Linked DNA regions of Sus scrofa: regions 2, 3, 4 and 5 are each linked to region 1. A link is a contact called in public Hi-C and HiChIP or PLAC-seq data. All regions are on one chromosome and are shown on one strand. The core of a region is the stretch at or near the end of the contact, and the rest is flanking DNA. Distances in the headings are between cores, read along the strand shown.

The links. Hi-C and Micro-C count contacts between places; a contact is called where the count stands out from the background. HiChIP or PLAC-seq counts read pairs in DNA pulled down with a chosen protein or histone mark.
Region 2: a contact with region 1 is called in an H3K27ac HiChIP or PLAC-seq map of skeletal muscle. The contact joins the promoter of EFS here to the promoter of DCAF11 in region 1. A contact is called at or near these places in 2 of 2 datasets of contacts at active chromatin or transcription factors (alveolar macrophages and skeletal muscle).
Region 3: an H3K27ac HiChIP or PLAC-seq map of alveolar macrophages shows a contact between it and region 1. The contact joins the promoter of RBM23 here to the promoter of DCAF11 in region 1. A contact is called at or near these places in 2 of 2 datasets of contacts at active chromatin or transcription factors (alveolar macrophages and skeletal muscle).
Region 4: a contact with region 1 is called in a Hi-C map of liver, with 2.4 times the contacts expected there. The contact joins the promoter of PPP1R3E here to the promoter of DCAF11 in region 1. A contact is called at or near these places in 1 of 47 Hi-C or Micro-C datasets (liver) and 1 of 2 datasets of contacts at active chromatin or transcription factors (alveolar macrophages).
Region 5: an H3K27ac HiChIP or PLAC-seq map of alveolar macrophages shows a contact between it and region 1. The contact joins the promoter of C7H14orf93 here to the promoter of DCAF11 in region 1. A contact is called at or near these places in 1 of 5 promoter capture datasets (liver) and 1 of 2 datasets of contacts at active chromatin or transcription factors (alveolar macrophages).

Annotation. Positions count from the first base shown.
Region 1 is chr7:75,179,866-75,182,565 of Sscrofa11.1, reverse strand. DCAF11 (DDB1- and CUL4-associated factor 11) reads left to right here and starts at 1,429. Exons shown (of 15, transcript XM_001928359.5): 1 at 1,429-2,028; 2 at 2,131-2,498. The coding sequence starts at 2,344.
Region 2 is chr7:75,718,749-75,721,519 of Sscrofa11.1, reverse strand. EFS (embryonal Fyn-associated substrate) reads right to left here and starts at 1,487. Exons shown (of 5, transcript XM_013978208.2): 1 at 1-1,487.
Region 3 is chr7:76,119,348-76,122,047 of Sscrofa11.1, reverse strand. It overlaps RBM23 (probable RNA-binding protein 23), which reads right to left and starts at 1,323. Exons shown (of 14, transcript XM_021099252.1): 1 at 1,000-1,323. The coding sequence starts at 1,195. PRMT5 (protein arginine methyltransferase 5) reads right to left here. Exons shown (of 17, transcript NM_001160093.1): 17 at 2,431-2,700.
Region 4 is chr7:75,769,456-75,772,221 of Sscrofa11.1, reverse strand. PPP1R3E (protein phosphatase 1 regulatory subunit 3E) reads right to left here and starts at 1,409. Exons shown (of 3, transcript XM_021099237.1): 1 at 993-1,409. LOC100154044 (bcl-2-like protein 2) reads left to right here and starts at 1,479. Exons shown (of 4, transcript XM_001928880.6): 1 at 1,479-1,593; 2 at 1,894-1,981; 3 at 2,459-2,766. The coding sequence starts at 2,467.
Region 5 is chr7:76,032,332-76,035,031 of Sscrofa11.1, reverse strand. C7H14orf93 reads right to left here and starts at 1,282. Exons shown (of 7, transcript XM_021099247.1): 1 at 1,225-1,282.

The sequences.
Region 1 (2,700 bases), core at 180-2,679:
TGTAATTTGCACAATTTCCCAAGGCATGAAAATAGAAGACTACGTCATTTTTAATGGCTACCTGGTATTTCTGTGTCTACCATATGAACCATAATTTATTTAACCTGTAGCAGTGCGTTTGGATCTTTTGTTTCCAGTGTCTTACTACGGTCAATAATTGCTCTGTGGGGAGTTCCCTGTCATGGCGCAGCGGAAACTAATCCAACTAGAATCCAGGAGGACGCCTGTTAGATCCCTGGCCTCACTCAGTGGGGTAAAGGATCCGGCGTTGCTGTGACTGTGGTGTAGGCCGGCAGCTGTAGCTCCAATTTAACCCCTGGCCTGGGAACCTTCATATGTCGGGGGGGGGGGGCGGCCCAAAGAGCAGAAGAAAAAAAAAAAAGAATTTCAAAGTGTGATAACAGAACATTAAACCAAGCGTGGGTTCTGTACAGGTCGCACACCCATGAAGCTGGCCCTGGTGACCAGAGATAATAAGCTAGCTCTGATCTAGCGATCTAGAAACCAAGGGGTATCACCAGAAGGATAACCACACCCTCGCCTACCCAGGGAGAGTGAGCCCCAGGAGAGCCCAAATTAAAGCCCGCCTCCCTCATCCCTCCTGCCCTCAGGAGGCTCTGGGCAGCACTTTTAATTAAGCGTCCCGGCTGGGGGCACTGAGAGGCAGCTTGGACCCCGGGCCTAGGCGCCCAGCACGGTCAATCGACCCACAACCCCCCAGCCTGGGCGAGGATCCCTAGGTACACAAGTCTCGTCCTTGAACTCTGCCGAGTTACTCATAAACCCGGAGGAAGGGGTAGGAGGGGGTAGGAGGCGCCGCGCGTGCACACCCTGGTCCTGCGCAGAGGCGCCCCAAGGACAGAGGGTCTAAGGAAAGTCTTCGAATCCTCCCAGGGTTAGGGTTAGGGTTAGAATCAGAGGCGAACTGACCATAATGAAAGGTCAGTGAGGACCCGCGGATGCACTAGGGAGCGTCTACAAAGACTGCGAAGCCAGGGGTCATCTAAAAAGTTGCCTGAGTGACTAACGGAAGGTCTAGAAAGGGCGGTCCCCAAGAGAACAAGGCTTCCGGAAGCTACGCCCGGAAGGGAGGGTGTGAAGGCCTAGGTGCATCTGTGACGCGAACGCATTCCCAAAAGAGCCGCGCACCGCTTAGGACCGGACCGGCTGAAGCTGCAGCCTGAGAAAAAAAGCAGTGCTAGAGAGCGAAGTGGGGGCGGGGGAGGGGGTCGTGCCTAGGGGAGGAAAGAGAGGCCCCTTAGAGATCCTCTGAAAAGTGCGAAGCTAAATGTTGTTAAGGGACTGACAGCAAATTATTTCCCTTGTTAAGACACCTCTGGGCAGCGAATCACAAACTTCTTTTGTAAGCCCCGCCCCTCGCCCATGAGGTCTAGTTCCGTTGTTTCTGATTCAAGAAGCAGCCAGTTCCGCACTTAACGCCTCCCAACCAGAAGCGACCGCTCCTCCTGGATCGCGCGCTTTCCCCTCCCCTAGCACTCATCACACACTTTCTCCCGCCCATCTGTCAATCACCGCTCTCAGCTGTCCAGTGAGCGGGCCAAGGGGGCGGGGCCGTCAGGGGCGTCGCGTGACGTTGCAGTCCGCCGGCGGCAGAGCCTGGAGATGCGTGACGAAGGAAGCGCGTGACGAAGGAGCTGTTGGCCGACGCCGGAGGGCAGTCGGTGTAAACAAGGCCTTGCGCCGCTGCGGGTCCTGAGACCTCTCCTGGCTGGTGGGTGGTCTCTCGCAGGCCTACCCCCCTTAGCTTACACATCCCTGGCACACCACGTGGGCGTGAGGCGAGGAAGGAGGGGGTTAAGTGGAGTTTTAACTTCATTGGTTGTCGCTGCCGCCGGCTTTTGGGAGGGAGTGTGCTGATTGGCCGGTAAGGGGGGCGTCGGGGGGTCCTAAGGCTTCTGATTGGTTAGATGGGATAAGCTAATGAGGCGCTTTCTTCTGCGAGGGTTTTTGATTGGTCGGCCTGAGAGGTTACCTGGGAATCCACCCCACCCTCAGGGACTTTGATAGGTGAGTTTGAGGTAGAAAACTGAGAAATTCCTCTTCAAAGGATTCTTACTGGTGAGCTAAGGTCACGCCCTAGACTTCACTCTGTTTTTTTTTGCTTCACAGGATTGGGAAAGGTTTGTGTTCCCGAAGCTTTGGGAGTTGTTACAGGCCAAGGAGAAGGGTTCTCAGTCCCTAAGAAGTGTAGCCTTCCTAGTTATAGCTACCGCCGTACCTCAGGAGACCCTGGTATTTCTAGAGCAGGGTTTGCTTTCATCAAACCCAAGGAGGTGACAGGAGGAGTCCCTGCACAGGACTTAAGGATGCTGTGACCAGAAGATGGGATCACGGAACAGCAGCAGTGCAGGAACTGGGTCCGGAGACCCCTCCGAGGGCTTGCCCCGAAGAGGGGCTGGCCTGCGTCGGAGTGAGGAAGAGGAAGAGGAGGATGAAGATGTGGATCTGGCCCAGGTACTGGCCTATCTCCTACGCAGGTAACTTACCCTCTGGTGTGTCCCCACCAGGCGCCACCACAGTCCCTTGATCCCAGCTCCAATCAGGGAAGTTACAGATAATAGGAAGTGGGATTATCCCAGGACTACCTTTCTGTTTGAGCAGAACATCCCTCCCTGCTGGACACTCAGGGCACTCAGCTTCATACCCAGTAAGAGTGGGTTTTGCCTAGGGAGGGTCAGC
Region 2 (2,771 bases), core at 238-2,737, 540 kb before region 1:
AGGCCACAAAGCAAAAGAAGGACCAAAGAGAATGCGAAGGAGGAGCAGGGACCAGGGTCCTGCGGACTCGCCTGAAGGTGGGGTTTGGGGGACACTGAGACGACTAGGAAGGCTCCGGGGGGAGGGGTGGCGCGTGGCCCCGAGGCTCACCCCCGGCTCGCAGCTCCCTTTCCCTCCCCTTCCCGGGCTCCCGGCGCCCTCTCAGTGCAGCTCCTCTCTCCTCCCCTCGGGCCCTCTCCGCTCCGGCGCGGGGCTCAGTCCCAGGGATTAAGAGAAAGGAGGGAGGGGAAAAGGGAGGGGAAGAGAAGGGGCGGAGGGGAAAGGGGGACGTTCCCTCTAAAGGCGGGTGTTGAGTTTCAGCTCAGGACCCTCGGGCCAAATTGCACGCCCCCTCCTGGCTCCTCTCCCCGGCGCCTGCTCCTGCCCGACGTCGCGGCGGACCTCCCGGTGGTCTGGTTCGCTCCCTCCGGAGAGCTTTCCTCTCCCGGTCACGCTCCTGTTCTCCCCCGCCTGCCCCGCGCCTCTCTGCCCGCCTTTCAGTAGCCCCACATCTGTCTTTCCCGTGGGAGGGAGCGCGCCTCTTCCGTCTTTCTGGGGTCCTCCGCGGAGCCGCTCCACTCTCTTGGCTTGGCCTCTCTCTGCGGGGGAGGCAGGTCGCGGGGCTGGGGCTGGACACGGATTCTGGACCTGAGGAGAGAACGTGCTGCCTGAGCGTCGGGTCCCAGAGCTGCCGCCCCGCCGGTCGTGCCGCCTCAGCCAGTCCGGGCCTGTCCCTCGCCGTCACTCTGGCTCACTCCTGCTGCCAGGAGGAGGAGAACTGAGGACAGCGGATAGGACTCTTTCAGAGGAGCTGCGTTCTGGCCCCTCAGGAGCTTCAGCAGAAAGGGCGGGGCTCTGGGGTCCCCACACCTCTCCTGCCCTATTACTTACTGCTCCTTTGTGGGCGCAACTTCCCTCCACCTAGCCCCCACTCCGCGTTCTTCCTTTGGGGGCATACATCAAGGCCCCTCAGAAACTCCAGAGAACCTTCCTTCTTCCGTTTTTGAGCTTCCTGGAATTTAAAAAGTGAGATGCCAAACAGGATTGAAAAGCTGTGGTATATTTTCAATGTTTACATTTAGCGCATTAACACTTCAAACACGTGAACAGACAATGGCTCTGTGTAAAACCTCATTTGGCGATAACATCAGAAGTCTAATTTAAGGCGCTTTGTGAACTTGAGGCCTTGGATAGAGGCTCCCTACCTTTCCTCCCACCTACCAGCACCCCCCCACCCCACATTCCGGGCCCACGTGTCCGTGTCCAGGTAGGTGGGAGGAAAGGTAGGGAGCCAGTAGGGGAGGGGGGATACCTGCCCCAGCTCCATCCGACCCCCTCATTGCTTGGGCACCTATGAACAGACTCAGACTCTCTTAGGATGGGAGAGGAACTTTATTTTGCTTTTTAGGGCCACACGTGTGGCTTATGGAAGTTCCCAGGCTAGGTTGAATCCAGGCTGCAGCTGCTGGCCACAGCAATGGCAGATCCGAGCCCTGTCTTAGACCTACGTCAGAGCTCACAGCAATGCCAGATCTTTAAACCACTGAGCGAGGCCAGGGATCGAACCTGCATCCTCATGGATACTAGTCAGATTCCTTTCCTCTGCGCTGCAACAGGAACCCTGAGAGAGGAATTTTTAAATTTACAGATGCATCTGAAGAGAGAGCTCCCCCATTCCAGCTCCAGCCTGATGCAGCTTCTTCCAGACCACAGCCCTGGGGGGTCTGGCTGCCTGGAATTTAGCAGCTGGAGAATGACTTGGCATGACCACTGCCCAGGGGGCTGCCAAGGCACAAGATGGAGGTGGGGCTCAAGATGGAGGTGGGCAGGAAACCCAGTTCCCAAAGATGACCGCTCTGACTGGCACAAGGGGAAAATAGATGGAAGCCAGAAAAGACTAAGCAGGAAGGAAGTGCTGGCAAAACGGTGGTTTGAAATGTGGGCATTGAGGCCCTGTGCCTGCGGCTAGGTGACTGGGGAGCCGAGTGCAAACCTGCAGGAAAACAAGTCTGTGTTTCTGGAGTGCTCAGGCAGGGAGTGGAGCCAGTTAGACTCAGGAGTGAATCCTGTTTTGTCAGCTGGGTGACCTTGGTCAAGATCTGCAACATCTCTGTTGCTCAGTTCCTCATCTGGACAGCGACTTTGGTGAGTAAATATGTGTAAAGTCCATGGCACAATGGCTCTTCCTCTTCACCTTGGCTCTGCATGGCTCCCCACTCCCCCCACAGCTTGAACCTTGGTGAGAGCTCAAAGTGTTTGTTGAGGGCAGGAGGAGACTTCTCCCTGTTCTTAGGCCTCATCTCTGCCCTCTTGTTCCCAAACAAAAGTTTAACATGATTCTGACTTGTTCAGGGAGGGTTCTGAGCCCCAGGTTAGTTTGGGTGGGTTGCTAAGACCCTGCCTCAGACAGGAGGGCCCTCAGCTTCAGGCTTGTCTTTGCCATTCTTCAGGGGGTAGGAAGGAAGGAACCTCTCCATTTGGCCTTCTGGGTCCCAGTCTTCTCTTCCAATCTTGTCCCTTCCCAGCAAGGCCAAGCTCATCCACAGCTGGTCTCGTCCTCATGCCATTCCGTCATGACTTTCTTGACCTGTTCTTGTTCTTCTTGATTTGCGGAACATCTCAAGTGCTTATGAATTCTTCCAGTTCTCCTCTCTTTAGCCCCATTAGCATCCAGCTTCCCTGAGTTCTAATCCTGGTTCCAACCCTGGCAAAGTCCAACCTGGGCAAGCTAT
Region 3 (2,700 bases), core at 74-2,573, 940 kb before region 1:
TTGAAATCTCACTGGGTCTAATCTATCTTTCTAAATGTTCTAAAAATATTATGAGTTTTCTGGTTGGAAGTTTTCAAATTAAGTCCTAATTACTGGTCAAAGTCCATTCAATCCCATCCATTAAAACTTTGCTTTCCTCCAACCCTGCTCTGAAAAATTGCATTAGGGTTCCACAACCATGGCGCTGCATGGACCCTGTCATGCCACACAGTCAAGACCCACGTCAGCGCTTGGGTCCCACTGCTGCGGGGGCAAAGGAGAATGAAGAACCGCGGTTGGCCTGGATTGGGCATAATTCACCAAACGCTGAAGTTCCAGGGGTGATGGTAGCGCCATCTCCTGGGTCCGGTCACTGAGCTGGGCACAAGACAGCTTAATTAAGTACAGCAACAATGAAAAAGATAAAAACATTCCCCACGCTGTGTAACAAGCCAAGGCCACATTTCAAAACACGGACCTACAAGTAACCGACGGGCAGCATCTCTGCGAGGGCCGGTATCCTGATGCTGAAACCTCGTTTGTGGCCTCACTATATTCCTCTACCGCCGCCACGGAATGTGTGAGCAGTGACCAAACACGGAACGTGAAACTTCAGACACTGAGGAATAAATCTCAATTCCCTCATCTCTCTGAGTAGTGCCACTAGGGCCTGAAAACCGATCCCAAGTGTCCTCTGAGACTGTCCCTCCACAGTACGTGGGACTCTAAACATCAGCAATGTGGGAACCTGGAAAGGGATCAGTCACGGGGATCCTTGAAACAGTCTTTCATCGGTAGACACAGCCACGAGGCTGCCGATCCCTAATACAGTGCCAGTGGACAACAATTAAGTAGCGAACACTTCCAGATCAAAGAAAGCCAAAAAAAATTTATTTTAAAAGTTTGCCCCATTCTGCTCTTAACGCCATTTTCTGCCTCTGACGTAAGGGGGAGGGGCCGTGCGACAACGTCACGCATAGGTGACGTCGCGACGGGGGGACCGGTTTCGGGGTTTCTTACCAGTTCCGGGTCCCCGCAGGGGGACCCCGGTTCCTTCGGTTCCTCTGGGTGTGTCGGAGGGTGCTAAGTATGTCTCTCTTCCAGACACTCCGCAATAAAAGCACCACAGCAACCGGAGCTGCTCCACTTCCCGCAAAATGGCGGCAGCTCCACAGTCTTCCAGAACCTTCCCCGATCTGCGCAGGCGCGGAAACATTCAGGCGGCAGAACGAACCTCTCCGGTTTAGCGGCAACAGTCCAAAGTACAGATTTTCATTGGCTAAAATCCTAAGCAAGGGTGGAGCCAAGCTCAAAGGTCTCTTAGCAACCATCAAGTTCCCATTGATTGGCTAACCTTTCCAAGACTGGGGAAAAGCAGAAGCTTTAGACATCCGCCCATCGCTCTCATTGGTTAAATGGCTTGCGACAGGGCGGGGAAACCCGGCGCAGACGCGGCAAGGACTCGCCTGCCCAGCTCCCCCGCACTCCTGAAGCTAGGTCAACGCTGTGGGCGGAGCCAACGGGGAGGTACAGTGACGTCCTTGCCGGTCCCTATTCTATTTTGGCAAGACGGGGTCTCATTAAGCTTATCCAGGACGGCTTTATAGAGAGCAACTGCATTTGCTTCACGTGGGGAGGAATGCTGGGCTCCACATCCTCATTCTGTCTACATTCTCTCCTAGCCGCCGCCTTCTGTCCTCAGCGCTTGGACCTGATTAGTCGGTCAGATTAGTCTTCCACATTCTGCCTGGTCCTACAGCTCACATACCTTCAGTTCAAATCAGTGCCCCACACACCTCGAAACCACAAGAAAAGAGTTTCGCAAGTGACTCTTTGGGTGCAACAATACTCATCCCTCTAACCATAAAGAGAAGGAATTGTCCACACTCATGACCCAAGGGCTTCCAGAACCCTAAGACTTCAGCTGCCAGAAACGTAGCTGGTTAAAACATGGAGAGGGCCACGAAGTGAGAGGAATCATGTTGAGTCCTAATTTGGTATATTAACTTTATATCATTGTACCAATTTCAAATCCTTCCTCTGTAAATGTAGAACTGGATTATGTCTGAGGATTTCCAACTTTAACCCTGTGATTTTATTCAAACAAAATATGCGGCTTCTGGCTGCAGGAGTCTGGGTAACTTCCAGTATTTCTCCCAAGAAGTAACAAAGGAGCTGGCAGTGCAGCAGCTCAGGAAGGTGAAAGGGTGGCTGGCTTCACTCACTACCCCATCTTTCTTCATGGCAGCACCCTGCCCTGTCCCCAGACAAGAGCCTTATCACAGGTCCTAATGGATAAGACCGCACTGTAGCTGGACCTGGGAGTCCAAGAGTCACCACTAAGCTTCTTAAATAGGAAATAAAGCAAGGTCCCTTCGTGTCTTGGAAAAGAGCACAGGTCTGAATTTGTGTAAGTAAGGGGTGGAGAAACAGGCAGGGGGCAACAGGGTTGGAGCAGGAAAGGCCATAACTTCACTTTATTTGTATTTCCTCCTTACACAAAACCACCAAAACAGGAACAGAGATGGGCAGGGAAAAAGGCTGAAAATTTGTTCAATCCACATGTTCTCAGGGCTATTCCAGGGAGCACTTGAGGCTGAGTGCCTGTTGGAGCAGCCTCAGATCCAGCACAAACTCCTCATGCCTTAGCCAGAGGTCTTCACAGGTTGGCAGCGCAAGCCCTGCAATTCTCACCCTTTGCCCATGGCCTAAGGTAGGAAA
Region 4 (2,766 bases), core at 160-2,659, 590 kb before region 1:
GGGGCAGATGGGAATACCAAGGCTTGGACTGGGATAGAAATAAAGGGAACCAGCAGGAACGGAGAATTAGGTTACTTTTTCTGGGCCTTTGGTTAGAGAGTCCTCCAGATGGAGTTGAAGGAAGTGCCAGTTAAGAGTTGGTGGGCTCCAGTCAGAACACCTGAGTGTGCCCTCATGTGGATCAGTGATGGTCAGATGGCTTGCACCCCGTCTAAACATATTGCCATATTTATTTTTTTAATTTTTTTATTTAAAAAATTTTTTTTTGTCTTTTTGCCGTTTCTGGGGCAGCTCCCATGGCATGTGGAGGTTCCCAGGCTAGGGATCCAATCAGAGCTGTAGCTGCTGGCCTACACCAGAACCACAGCAACACCAGATCTGGGCCGCGTCTGCAACCTTCACCACGGCCCACGGCAACGGCGGATCCCCAACCCACTGAGCAAGGCCAGGGACTGAACCCGCAACCTCGTGGTTCCTAGTCGGATTCGTTAACCACTGAGCCACGACGGGAACTCCAACATACTGCCATATTTAAATAATAGACATTCATATAGGTGCATATATATATTTACACGTAACCTGAAAGGACAAATATCAGTTTTGACACTGGCAGCCTCCAGGAAGGGAATGGGAATTGTGGAAAAGGCAGAGGGAGGAAGATTGAGGACTTGTATTTTTTTCTCCGTATTTCTATACTGTCTGACTTTTTCATAGAGAGAACATATTCATGTGGCGTTCTTTTGTGGTTGCAGTGGGTTAAGGGTCCAGCACTGTCACTGCAATGGCTTGGGGTGCTGATGTGGTGCAGGTTCAATCCCGGGCCCCAGGAACTTCCACGTGCCAGGGGCACAGCACACACACCCCTCCCCCCAAAAAAGAAAGAAAACAAGTTCATGTGCTGAGTAGAAAGAATTAAACAGAAGATCTGATTACAAAAAAAAAAAAAAAAAAAAGAGAGAGAGAGAGAGAGAGAGAAAATGAAGAAAAGTTACCTGCAGAAACTGCCTGCGATCCAAGACCTGGCTCCTTGGTGCCTGGCTAAAGCCCCAACGCACAAAGAGACAACTGGGTTAAAGTTCCTGGAGAAAAGAGGAAGTGAGGTGTTTGGTATCTGTATCACATCTGCCAGGCCCACAGGGTGAGACACCTGGCAGGCAGTTAGTTCCCATTGGAATGGGAGCTGATCCTCTTTTCTGGCCCGCTGCTTCAGGGCTGGAGAAGTTCAACAAGTGCATGGAACATCAGAGACCTGGAAATGCTGAATTTGCTCTGAGGTTTCTTGAGGCCCTGTCGGCTTCTCTGAGTAGCCTCCAGGCTCAGGAGCCCTGCCCGGGCCCTCAATGCCCTCCTGGCCTGTGCTTCTCAGTCTCCAGCCACCCGCTTTCTTCCTGAGTGGTGGCCTTTCCCAAGCCTGCGTCCCAGCCCCGCCCCTCTCTCTGGACGCATCTCTGGGCCCCATCATCACCCGGCGCCGGGCCCTCCCTCCCGCCCCCCCTTTCTCCTCCCTCCTTCCTTCCCTCCCTTCCTCCCTCTCTCCCTCCCTCCTAGCTCCTGCACCAGGAAACGGCCCGGATCCCGGCAGCGGCCTGACCCGTGAGATCCTTAACCTGGCAGGCAGGCGGGGTTGCAGACTGGCTGAGGGTGGGGGTGAGGGAGGAGCTGGGCCTTTGGGCTGCACTCGGGGGGAGCCAGGAGTAGAGATGGTGTCGGCAGGAAGCCCTTGGCCCTGGGTTTCCCGGGAGGACAGTCATTAAACATGGATTCGGCCACACAGCTGGTAGAGCGTTGGGGGCAGGGCCCTTGTCCCGGGAGCTGCAACCCCAGCCCTTCTCAGCCCGGACCCTGATCCCTGGTCTTTCCCATCTAGCTCTGATCTCCCCCTCCCCTTCCCAGGGCTCCACGCTGGGCAAGAGGATGAAAGGCCCCAGCTGGGGGCTCCTTGCCACCAGCGCTGGGTCCTAAGAGCTGCCATCCAGGCTGGGTGAGTGTCCCCTTCCTTCTCTGTCCTGGGCAACCCTTGGCTTCTCCTTCTTTCCCTTCAGCCCTGTCTCCTCCCCCATCTTGTGCCTCTGTCAGCATCTTCACATCAGGCCTCTGGGGAGGCCCTAAGCCCCTTCCTCTAGCCAAAAAGGTGTATACCGTGGAGAGGGGGCTTGTAGGGATGTCACAGCCCTGCTGTTGTCTTCTTATGGAAAGAATCTAAAAAAGTATTTTAATAATGAAATTTACTTGTTTTACCTTTAATTTGGCATATTATGAGTTTTAAGGGCCAGGCCCTCATGCCCTGACCCCTCACCATGGCTTAATTTCCTTGTTCTTACCTCTCCCAGGCCAGTGGTCTCTGAGATTTCCTCCCCGCTCTCTCCCTGTCTCACTGGGCTGGCCAAACCTGAAATGCCCCCTTCTGAGTCTCTGACCCTATAATCATGCCAGTGTCTTTTGTGTTTGACTCTGACAGCCGCCCGGATGGCGACCCCGGCCTCAGCCCCAGACACACGGGCTCTAGTGGCAGACTTTGTGGGCTATAAGCTGAGGCAGAAGGGTTATGTCTGTGGAGCTGGCCCCGGGGAGGGCCCAGCAGCTGACCCGCTGCACCAAGCCATGCGGGCAGCTGGAGATGAGTTCGAGACCCGCTTCCGGCGCACCTTCTCAGATTTGGCAGCTCAGTTGCATGTGACCCCGGGCTCGGCCCAGCAGCGCTTCACCCAGGTCTCTGATGAACTCTTCCAAGGAGGCCCCAACTGGGGCCGCCTTGTGGCCTTCTTT
Region 5 (2,700 bases), core at 33-2,532, 850 kb before region 1:
CTAAATTATTTTCCTGATACTTTGCCAGCTGTGGAGCTTTTGAAACAAATCCCAACCTATAAACGACCATTTTGTCAAAAAGCCAAGAGAGAACTTCCCTTCTGAACACACCAACCAAACCACACATAAAGGCCAAAATATACACAGCTGTACATTTAAGAACGTGAGACAATAAAAACCAAAACCACTAAGGCAAAACAGTCACTAAAGAAGGCTTTAACCACAGACTCAATAAATTGCATATCCTCATTTGCCACATGGACTACATATTCCCTGGCAATTTAATCTGGTACTTTAGAAGTAGAGCAAAAAAAATATCAAATGCACATAGAATGAAAGTGCCTAAGTATTTTATGCATGGGATTTCTTCTCAGGTTTAATTTGCACATAAACTCCTGTCTGGATCACATTTGGGAACACAACAGAAAAAAAAAAAAAAAATCCACATCCTAGGGGCTACTTTGCACACATAAAACCAAAGGCAGTCACTTTTGAAAATAAAATCTGATATGGCACATATACACATACTGTACATATACACAAAGCACAAAACCCCAAGATAAATCTTTACGAAATTATTTGCTTCAGGAAACACACACACACACACACACACACACAAGGTTCTCATGAAAAATGTTTGTAAGACATACTGTAAGAAGGGCTTTGACTCCCCCCTCCCCAGGGAAATGAGTGTTACAATTAAGAATATCTAAACATTTTTAGCCTCTTGGCCTTGGACAATTGCCACATTCAAGCCACTTAGTTTTGGTTCTGGGGGGAGGGTGTGTAAAACGCACGCAAACAGCTTTGTGAGGGAGTCTCAAATCTCCGCTTCCTTCGACGTTGCCTGTGGCAGAAATTTACATTATCCCTTCGAGCCCGCTTAAAAAAAAAGAAATCTATACTTCCCAAGAGGCCAAATTTTTTTTTTAAATCCCTTGACCATAAAAATTTACCAGTTCTTAAAATGTGATAGCAAAAAGAAAAAATATAAATTTGGCTGGAAACAGTTGTACACGGCCATCCTGCTTCTCAACTTCTTGGTATATTTAAAACCTTGACCAGGAAAAAGAAAGAGGAAGAGAGACAGAAAAAGAAATGGGGGAAAGCGCACATTCCCCTTAGCAACAGTTTCCTCACCCCAGCACTGCCACAGATCTCTATTTTTAAAAAATTTGAAAACACACACAAGATTAAGGAGGAAAAAAAATGGAAAAAGGATACCCGAAGGTCGTATGGCTCTTTGTATTCGTGTGTGTGCAAAAAGGAGGACTCGCGGAGCCGGAGCCGGCAAGCCCCGCCCCTCCCCGGACGCCCGCCCGGATTGGCCGCCAGCGGCCGCGGGGCGCCCCGCCCGCGAGCACACGCGCGGCGCCTGAGGACGGTGCCCCTGGGGGAGGGGGCGCTCCTAAGGGCCACCCGACCCCCGACCCCAGACTCCAGACCCCCGACCTCTGCAGCTCGGTCTCTGGCGCCATGGCTGACACCTGTGCCCTTCCCTACTTCTTTCCCCTTCCTTTCACTTTCTCACCCCCCCTTTCACCCTTTCCCATGTTGTTTTTTTCCTCTGTGAATCCAGGCCCTCGTCATCAGCATAAATAACAATCCAGTGAGTGAGCACCTTCCGACAATTTGCCAAACTTAACTAGTCAGTAAAATTTCTAAACTGGGATTATGCATCAAGCACTTGGTCCTTGGGCCAGAGTTCATGATTTCCAGGTAGAATGTCTGGGTCACGTCTGTTGCTTAACGCTCCCACCTTTAAGTGAACATTCCTACAAGTATGTGATGTCCTTCAGGTGAAAAATAAAGTAGTCTTACACTTTGGGCGTGGATTTTGCTCAGCCTTCGTCCCCAGTTTTTCCTCTATTTGGCTAATACTGCATTCTCAAGAACCTAAAATGGTCTCCCTTTACCTCCTGCATGAAGACCCGATTGTTTACACTTGGATTTTAAACCACCCATAGTCTGGCCCCAGGCCCCTGTTTGTACTTGGGTCCCACTGCCCTCACCTCTTCACTCCGGTATTATTGGTATTATTCCTTTGCTCAAGTGGTCTCATCCGTCTGCAGTAAATAATGCCTGTCTTTGACTAGTCAGTTTTTATCCATTCTTCAGCTGTTTCAGTCAACGCAGACCACTTCCTTCTCTCCTTTATCAGCATGAACTTCATGCTTACTCAAGTTAGCTGTGCTTAATTCTACCTTGATTGTTTCAAATGTTTTAGTAATTTCACCCTAGTAAATTGAGATCAGAGTTTGGTTTTTTTTTTGTTTGTTTGTTTGTTTTTTGTCTTTTTGCCTTTTCTAGGGCCGCTCCTGTGGCATATGGAGGTTCCCAGGCTAGGGGGTCTAATCAGACAGAGCTGTAGCTGCCAGCCACAGCCACAGCCACAGCCACAGCAACGTGGGATCCAATCTGCATCTGCAACCCACACCACAGCTCACGCATGGCAACACTGGATCCTCAACCCACTGAGCAAGGCCAGGGATCGAACCCACAACCTCATGGTTCCTAGTCGGATTCATTAATCACTGTGCCACAAAGGGAACTCCCAGAGATTATATATCTTAAACTTTCATCCATTCAGGAACTTTTTGGGGGGATTTATTTTTTAGGACCACACCCACGGCATATGGAGGTTCCCAGGCTAGGGGTTGAATAGGAGCTGCAGCTGCCAGCCTACACCACAGATTCAAG